2 separate regions of the Ovis aries genome follow, and region 1 is linked to region 2. A link is a contact called in public Hi-C data. All regions are on one chromosome and are shown on one strand. The core of a region is the stretch at or near the end of the contact, and the rest is flanking DNA. Distances in the headings are between cores, read along the strand shown.

Region 1 (3,724 bases), core at 726-3,225, 130 kb before region 2:
CCCACTGGGTCCCACCTTCCACTGTGAGGAAACGGGCTCAGAGAGGTCAAATTGCTCGCCCAAGGTCACACAGCAGATGAATGGCAGGGAATCTTCCTATCCTATTACCTGTATTTGTTCTTCTTCCTTGGTGTGAGGGTTGGGGTGCTGCCACTGGAGGAGGTGGACTCACAGCTCCCATTGGCCCCCAAGGCCTGAGACACCCCTGTCCCCACTCCTCTGGGTCTGTTGGCCTTCTTCATCCACGGTGGGTCAAAGTCTGGTGGTGCGGGCCGGGTGCCTGCAGGGCTGCCAAACAAAGTCTCATCCACGTATGATGGCCTAACCTTGACCCGGTAGCCACTCCGGCCACGGTGCTGAACGTGGAGGGTCTGCATCCCGCTGATGGCCATCTCCACCGGGGTCTTCATGCTCTCTGTTGTCCTGAGTGACAGCAGGGGTGCTCTGCTTGCCAGGCCCTACATCCAGGGCTCCCTGTGAAAAGGGGTCAGGGTAGCAACCATCTGTCATCAGAAAAGACTGGCAATCACTTTAAGGGCCCATCCCCAGGGCAAAAAGGTCACATTCTCCCTCAACCAGTCTTCCTCAAAGGGGAGCTGCCAATCCCAGGGAACATTTCAGAAATTTGACATTTTTTGAGTTGTTGTAATGAAGGGGTGGGCGTCCCTGGTGGCTCAGATGGTAAAGAATCCACCTGCAATGTGGGAGACCTGGGTTTGATCCCTGAGTTGGGAAGATCCCCTGGAGGAGGACATGGCAACCCACTCCAGTATTTTTGCCTGGAGAATCCCCATGGACAGAGGAACCTGGCGGGCTACAGTCCATGGATTCGCAGAGTTAGGCACGACTGAGTGAGTGAGCACACAGAAATCACGGGGACAGGGGTGCTACAGATGAATATTTAATGAGTAAATGCGCATTCCTAGCATACTGGTGTGTGTTCAGTCAATATTTATAGAACACTAGGGGAATGAACAAGAGATTTGGGCCTCTGCCTATTCTGGCACCACACAGAAAATCAACTATGCTGATGAGGAATGGGGGAAACAGGGCAGGTTTCTATATCTTGTACATATTTATCGGGCAGAAATAATAACCAGCATTGATCGATCCCAAGCCTACCTCCTGCAAAGAGCTTTACAAGCATTGTCTCATTTCATCCTCTCAACACTCCTGTGAGGTAGCTTCCATTATGTTCATTCTATAGATGACAAAACTAAGGCTTCAAAAGGTGAAGTTGCAAGTGTCAGTCACACCTATAAAGCTAAAACAGTGGAAATTGAATTTGAACCTGATTAAGGGTCTAAAGCTCCTGCACTTAACCATTCCCCTACTAGGGGATCACACCCAGTCCTCCAGCTGCCCCTCATTCACTGATCCCCAAGTCCACGTCCCGGAGATGTCCGATGTGCCCGCATTATCGAGTTATTTTCCTACCTGAGCATCTTGGTTCGCTGACGTCGGTCGTTACCGTCAGCGTCCCCTGCTCCCAGGCCTGGACTCCTTTGTGGGGCGCTCGGGCATCGGAGGCGCGCGCCGGACATCCGAATCGGCAGCTCTGAATCCCGGGAGCCCGCGACTCCGGGAAGTTCCAAGGCCGCCCCCAGCTCCAACCCCAGACCGGGGTACGGGGCGGAACGACTCAGAGCTGGCAGCCGGGCCCTAGCGACGTGTGTTCCGCGCGCGCGGACGCGCGTCAAACAGCAACCCGTGAGTGACAGGATGGGGCGGGGCGGCCGGAACCATTTACTCCTCGGGGGTGAGTTAAGGCCCCCGATTCCGGACGCCCCCCGGAGTTCCCCAAAGCTTCGGAAGGGGTACCTTCCGCGCCAGCGAGGGGAGTGTGTGTGTGTGCATGTGGATCAAGCCCCTGGAGGCAGCAGAAGGAGCAGGAACGCAGCCGGGGCCGCGTGGAGGCGTCCCCCGTGCCCCCGCCGCGCTGTTGGTATGTCCCTATGGGCTCCGCCCCCTCCCATTTCCCGGCGCCGGGGCCCGCATGGCTGCCGGCACGCGCCCGGCGGCCGCCCCGCGGTCCGGAGCTACCATGGCCCAGTGGAAGAAGAAGAAGGGGCTCCGGAAGCGCCGGGGTGCGGCGTCCCAGTCCCGCAGCAGCGACTCGGAGGACGGCGAGTTTGAGATCCAGGCAGAAGATGACGCCCGGGCCCAGAAGGTAGGGAGCGCAGGGCTGGGATACACGTCGGAACCCGAGCTCCGCGCGGTGCCCGGCAGTTCCCCCAGCTGGGGAGCGGGCACGGCTGAGGATGGGGAGAGATCGGCTGGCCGGGGGATCAAGGCAGGACCTCCGGCCTGAGCACGTGTCCCAGGACCCTCCACACCTGGGGTCTAGACTCCCGAAGCCTCTGTGTTGGGTAAGCTCGGGGCCTGCGGGCCTTCCTGGCTGACGCTTGGTCTAGCGCTTCTCATTGGCTTCTTCCTGGCCATCGAGGGCGGGTCCTGGTTTCCATTCGCCCAATGAAAAGTGCGGGTGCTGAACATTGGACTTTTGAGAGTTTGGGGGTTCTTCGGCAGACAAATTAGGAGAAGGCTGCACCTCGTGGCTTTGAGACAGCGACGCCCCCAAACCTCTGGGAAACTAATAATAAGTTAAACTCGCGTCTATTGATCACTTACTGTGTGCAGGCTCCGTGCTAAAAGCCTTTATAAGCCTTATCATTTAATCACCACATCAACCCTGCGAGCTGAGTGCTTATCCTCATTTTCCAGAGAAGGAAACAGAAGCCTGGAGGGGTGAAGGAACTTTACCAAAACCTCATAGCTTGTGAGTGGGAGAGCCAGGATTCAAATCCAGGACTGTATGGTTCCAGACCCTGTGCTATTTCCACTACTGAGTGCTGAGTGTATGCAAATGGGGGGGGGGCGGGGGGAGGGGGAACAGGTGTGAGCCCCAGTGGAGCAAAAGAGCTATAGCCTGTTGTTTCTCACAACCTTGTGCTTAGCGGGTGTCTGGCACAGAGAAGACTCTGGGTATAATAGATGAATGAGTGGGGGTTTATATGAAGAGAGCCCTCTCTGCTCCTCAGAAGTAGGGACCAGATGGGGACCTTATTCCATCTCAACCGAGCCTCACACAGAAGGTTCTCTATAACTAGGGACCAAGGCACAGCCATGTGTTCAACACCTTGTACTGGCTGTGGGGGAGTACACATGGGAGAAATTGCTTAATCTCTCTGTGTGTGCCTCAGCTTCTGCACATGCAGAAAGTAGTTGAGTCTGTATGCCTCAAACACTGTGGAAAGGAGGAATGACAGTGTTCAGACATTCTGCTCGTCAGTAAATGTTGCTGGGGCACCAGTGTGTTAAAAGGCACTTTGTTATCATGTGTCTGGAGCAGGGGTAGGTTGGCAAACTTTCCCTGTAAAGGACCAAATGGTAACTAGTTTAGGCTTTGCAGGGTCATATAAGGTCATACAACTGTCTTCTTTGATTTTGCTACAATCTTTTAAGATTTAAAAACCATTCTCATCTCGGGGACTGTACAAGACAGGTGCAGCTCTGACCTAGAGGGTTGTGTTGGACCGCAGAGGGGCACATAGGAAGGAATATAGACTCTGAGGCCAGGGTTCATATCCCTTACTGGCTGTGTGACTTTGCCAGGTCACTTCACCTCTCTGTGTGTCAGTTTCCTTCTCTGTAAAAGAGGCTAAATAATAATAGCTGCTTGACAGTGTTGTTGTGAGGAGTGAATTAATTTACATGAACGCTC
Region 2 (4,143 bases), core at 1,627-4,126:
GTTCCTTGCATTGACAGGGGGATTCTTAACCACTGGACCAGCAGGCAAGTCTCCAGAGGGCAGTTTTGAGGCTTGAAAGAGATAAGGTACTTCATCTCTCTCAACACCCTTTCCAACCCTCACAAATGACATCTCCCACAAATCAAGGCTTGTCTTGCTGGTGCTGCAGCTACCAATCGAGCTCCCTTTTCCCATCCCTGTCTTTCTCTCTTATGGTAAATGAAGTAGGGAGTTTCCATGTTTAAAGACCACTTTAACATCTTTTTTCATGAATCATCGGTTCATACTTTTTGGTCCATTTTTTTAATCTGGTTTCCACATTTCCCCATTAAATTTAGAGAGTCACTCATTTATTAGTGAGAATACTCCTTCATCCATTATGTATGTTGTAAATATTTTCTCCTAGTTTGTTAGTTGTCTTTTGATTTCACTTATGGTATTTTTCATATGTGAAAGCTAAAGAAAATTTATGCAGTCAAATTTACTAATCTTTTTTTTCAATTAAAAAATTAAAACTTTTTGGCAGCACTGTGGCCTGTGGGATCCTAGTTTTTGGCATGTAGAATCCTATTTCCCCAACCAGGGATGGAACCGGTGTCCCCCTGTATTGGAAGCATGGAGCTTTAACCACTGGACAGCCAGAGAAGGCTCTGTACTAATCTCTTATTGCATCTGGATTTTGAATCACAGTTAGAGATCTTTTTTCCACACACAAGTTATGGAGGAATTCACCCATATACTCATATACATTGTGGCTCAGCAATAAAGAATCCACCTGCAATGCAGGAGATGCGGTTTGGATCTCTGAATCAGGAAGATCCCCTGGATGAGGGCATGGCAACCCTCTCCAGTATTCTTGCCTGGAGAATTCCATGGACAGAGGAGCCTGGCGGGCTACAGTCCACAGGGTCTCAAAGAGTCTGACACGACTGAAGCGACTGAGGATGCGCTCACCTATTGGTAATTAAAGTTTCACTCTTTATATTTAGATGCTCACCATTTAGGACTTGATTCTCGTGTATTGTGTGAGGAGTGGACACTGGGTCAAAGTAGAAAAAGACAAAGGAAGTATTTTGGGGACAACTGGTAAAATTTGAATAAAGACCCTGTATTAGACTATCATTCAGTTCAGTTCTGTTCAGTTCAGTTGCTCAGTCATGCGCGACTCTTTGCGACCCCATGAATCACAGCACGCCAGGCCTCCCTGTCCATCACCAACTCCCTTAGTTCACTCAGACTCACGTCCATCGAGTCAGTGATGCCATCCAGCCATCTCATCCTCTGTCGTCCCCTTCTCCTCCTGACCCCAATCCCTCCCAGCATCAGAGTCTTTTCCAATGAGTCAACTCTTTGCATCAGGTGGCCAAAGTATTGGAGTTTCAGCTTTAGCGTCAGTCCTTCCAATGAACACCCAAGACTGATCTCCTTTAGGATGGACTGGTTGGATCTCCTTGCAGTCCAAGGGACTCATGAGCCTTCTCCAACAACACAGTTCAAAAGCATCAATTCTTCTGCACTCAGCATTCTTCACAGTCCAACTCTCGCATCCATACATGACCACTGGAAAAACCATAGCCTTGACTAGACGGACCTTGGTTGGCAAAGTAATATCTCTGCTTTTCAATATACTAGCTAGGTTGGTCATAACTTTTCTTCCAAGGAGTAAGTGTCTTTTAATTTCATGGCTGCAATCACCATCTACAGTGATTTTGGAGCCCCTCAAAATAAAGTCTGACCCTGTTTCCACTGTTTCCCCATCTATTTCCCATGAAGTGATGGGACCAGATGCCATGATCTTCGTTTTCTGAATGTTGAGTTTTAGGCCAATTTTTTCACTTTCATCAAGAGGCTTTTTAGTTCCTCTTCACTTTCTGCCATAAGGGTGGTGTCATCTGCATGTCTGAGGTTATTGATATTTCTCCTGGCAATCTTGATTTCAGCTTGTGCTTCTTCCAGCCCAGCGTTTCTCATGATGTACTCTGCATTGAAGTTAAATAAGCAGGGTAACAATATACAGCCTTGATGTACTCCTTTCCCTATTTGGAACCAGTCTGTTATTCCATGTCCAGTTCTAACTGTTGCCTCCTGACCTGCATACAGGTTTCTCAAGAGGCGGGTCAGGTGCTCTGGTATTCCCACCTCTTTCAGATTTTTCCACAGTTTATTGTGATCCATACAGTCAAAGTCTTTGGCATAGTCAATAAGGCAGAAATAGATGTTTTTTCTGGAACCCTCTTGCTTTTTCGATGATCCAGCAGATGTCGGCAATTTGATCTCTGGTTCCTCTGCCTTTTCTAAAACCAGCTTGAACATCTAGAAGTTCACAGTTCACGTACTGCTGAAGCCTGGTTTGGAGAATTTTGAGCATTACTTTACTAGTGTTGCTGCTGCTGCTGCTGCTAAGTCGCTTCAGTCGTGTCCGACTCTGTGCGACCCCAGAGACGGCAGCCCACCAGGCTCCCCCATCCCTGGGATTCTCCAGGCAAGAACACTGGAGTGGGTTGCCATTTCCTTCTCCAACGCATGAACATGAAAAGTGAAAGTGAGTCTCTCAGTCGTGTCCGACCCTCAGCGACCCCATGCACTGCAGTCTTCCAGGCTCCTCCGTCCAGGGGATTTTCCAGGCAAGAGTACTGGAGTGGGGTGCCATTGCCTTCTCCGAAGATCGCACAGTCTCAGAGAAAAAAAAAAAGTTGGGAGGAAGAGTGCTACGGAAAGGTTTGAGTAGGCAAAGGAGGGTGCCTGTCCCCTTTAAGATGGCCCCGCCCTTCACGTCCCGCCCCCAGGGCACCGCCCACTCGGAAAGGATTCGGCCCAAGCCCCGTCGCCTGCCGTATCCAGCCCTCCCCGGCTCGCCCAGGCCCCGCCCTCCGCGGAGGAGTGCTGTCACGTGAGCCGGGCTGCGGCGCCCAGCTCCGCGCCGTCATGGTGGCCCCGATGTATGGCTCCCCGGGCGGCCGCCTGGCCCGGGCAGTGACGCGGGCGCTGGCGCTGGCCCTGGTGCTGGCCCTGCTGGTCGGGCTGTTCCTGAGCGGCCTGACCGGCGCGATCCCGACCCCGAGGGGCCAACGGGGGCGGGGGATGCCGGTTCCGCCCGCCTCCCGCTGCCGCTCGCTGCTCCTGGACCCCGAGACGGGCCAGCTGAGCCTGGTGGATGGCCGCCACCCTGACGCCGTAGCCTGGGCCAACCTTACCAACGCCATCCGCGAGACCGGGTAAGGGTTGGCCGGATCTCGCGCGGGCCGGCCGGGGGAGGGAGTTGCGTGGGCGCCGGGCCTCGCCGGCCCCTAGGACCGGCCTCTTGCCGGTGACAGAGTCCCATCCTTGTCTCCCTGCGGGCCAGTTTCCCTCCTCCGAGGCTGCAGCGCCGTGGTTGGGTGGGGCCAGTGCAGCCTCCCTCAGCTCACCGGGGCCAGTCTGCCTTCTGCCAGGGATGAGAGGACCTCTGTTTCCCTGGCGACACAGTAATCCCCACATAGGCCAGCGCTTTCCTCCTCCAACCCCCGTCTCACTCCCAGGGACCGGAGGGATAGTACTACCTCTCTAGGAGAAATTCTCACTTCCTTCGTTGTAGATTACCCTGTGGGTGCCAGCCCCACCTGCCTCCTTTCTGGAACCAGAGCAGTAGAACTGAGCTTGGATTCCAGGCCAGTCTGAAAACAGAGAGTCCCCGAATTCACAAAGACCCAGATGGTATCCTTGCTTGGCTTCTGCTCCCCGCTTCCCTCGTCTCTCCTGGTCCAGGGGAAAGTCGCTTGTCCAGATGCTCAGTATGGAGCCAAGGACTCCATCTTTGGCAGTCATCGTCACTGTCCTTGTCACTGGGCTCTGGGCTGTCATTCTGATGTCTGGCTCTTACCTAACTCCTCTGCCTGTCTGGGCTCTCATTTCCCCATCTTGTGGCTTGGAATTTGAGGATATGCTCTGCCTGGGAAGTTGGGCGGTGCCTTTCTCAGGCCTTGTACCAGGGCTTGTGCCCATTCATTCATTCACTCACTCACCTGGTGTGCTTGGCCATGGGGACACAGAGTTGAGGGGCCCCCCATTCAGTGGGGGAAACTGTGAGGAGGGAAAATCCTGGAAGTGGGGGAACATCTGCCTCCTAGGCTTGTCAGCGTGGCCCAGGCCCAGGACCCAGGCTGT

What was found. A called contact is a pair of places that touch in the nucleus more often than the background predicts.
Region 1: a contact with region 2 is called in a Hi-C map of muscle, with 2.9 times the contacts expected there. The contact joins the promoter of DDX54 here to the promoter of PLBD2 in region 2. A contact is called at or near these places in 10 of 16 Hi-C or Micro-C datasets (blood, hypothalamus, mesenteric adipose tissue and 4 more).

Annotation. Positions count from the first base shown.
Region 1 is chr17:61,268,273-61,271,996 of ARS-UI_Ramb_v3.0, reverse strand. DDX54 (DEAD-box helicase 54) reads left to right here and starts at 1,975. Exons shown (of 20, transcript XM_042234659.2): 1 at 1,975-2,170. The coding sequence starts at 1,997. It overlaps RITA1 (RBPJ interacting and tubulin associated 1), which reads right to left and starts at 1,698. Exons shown (of 5, transcript XM_060401231.1): 1 at 1,438-1,698; 2 at 1,123-1,264; 3 at 109-474. The coding sequence starts at 410.
Region 2 is chr17:61,135,309-61,139,451 of ARS-UI_Ramb_v3.0, reverse strand. PLBD2 (phospholipase B domain containing 2) reads left to right here and starts at 2,876. Exons shown (of 12, transcript XM_027956558.2): 1 at 2,876-3,215. The coding sequence starts at 2,926.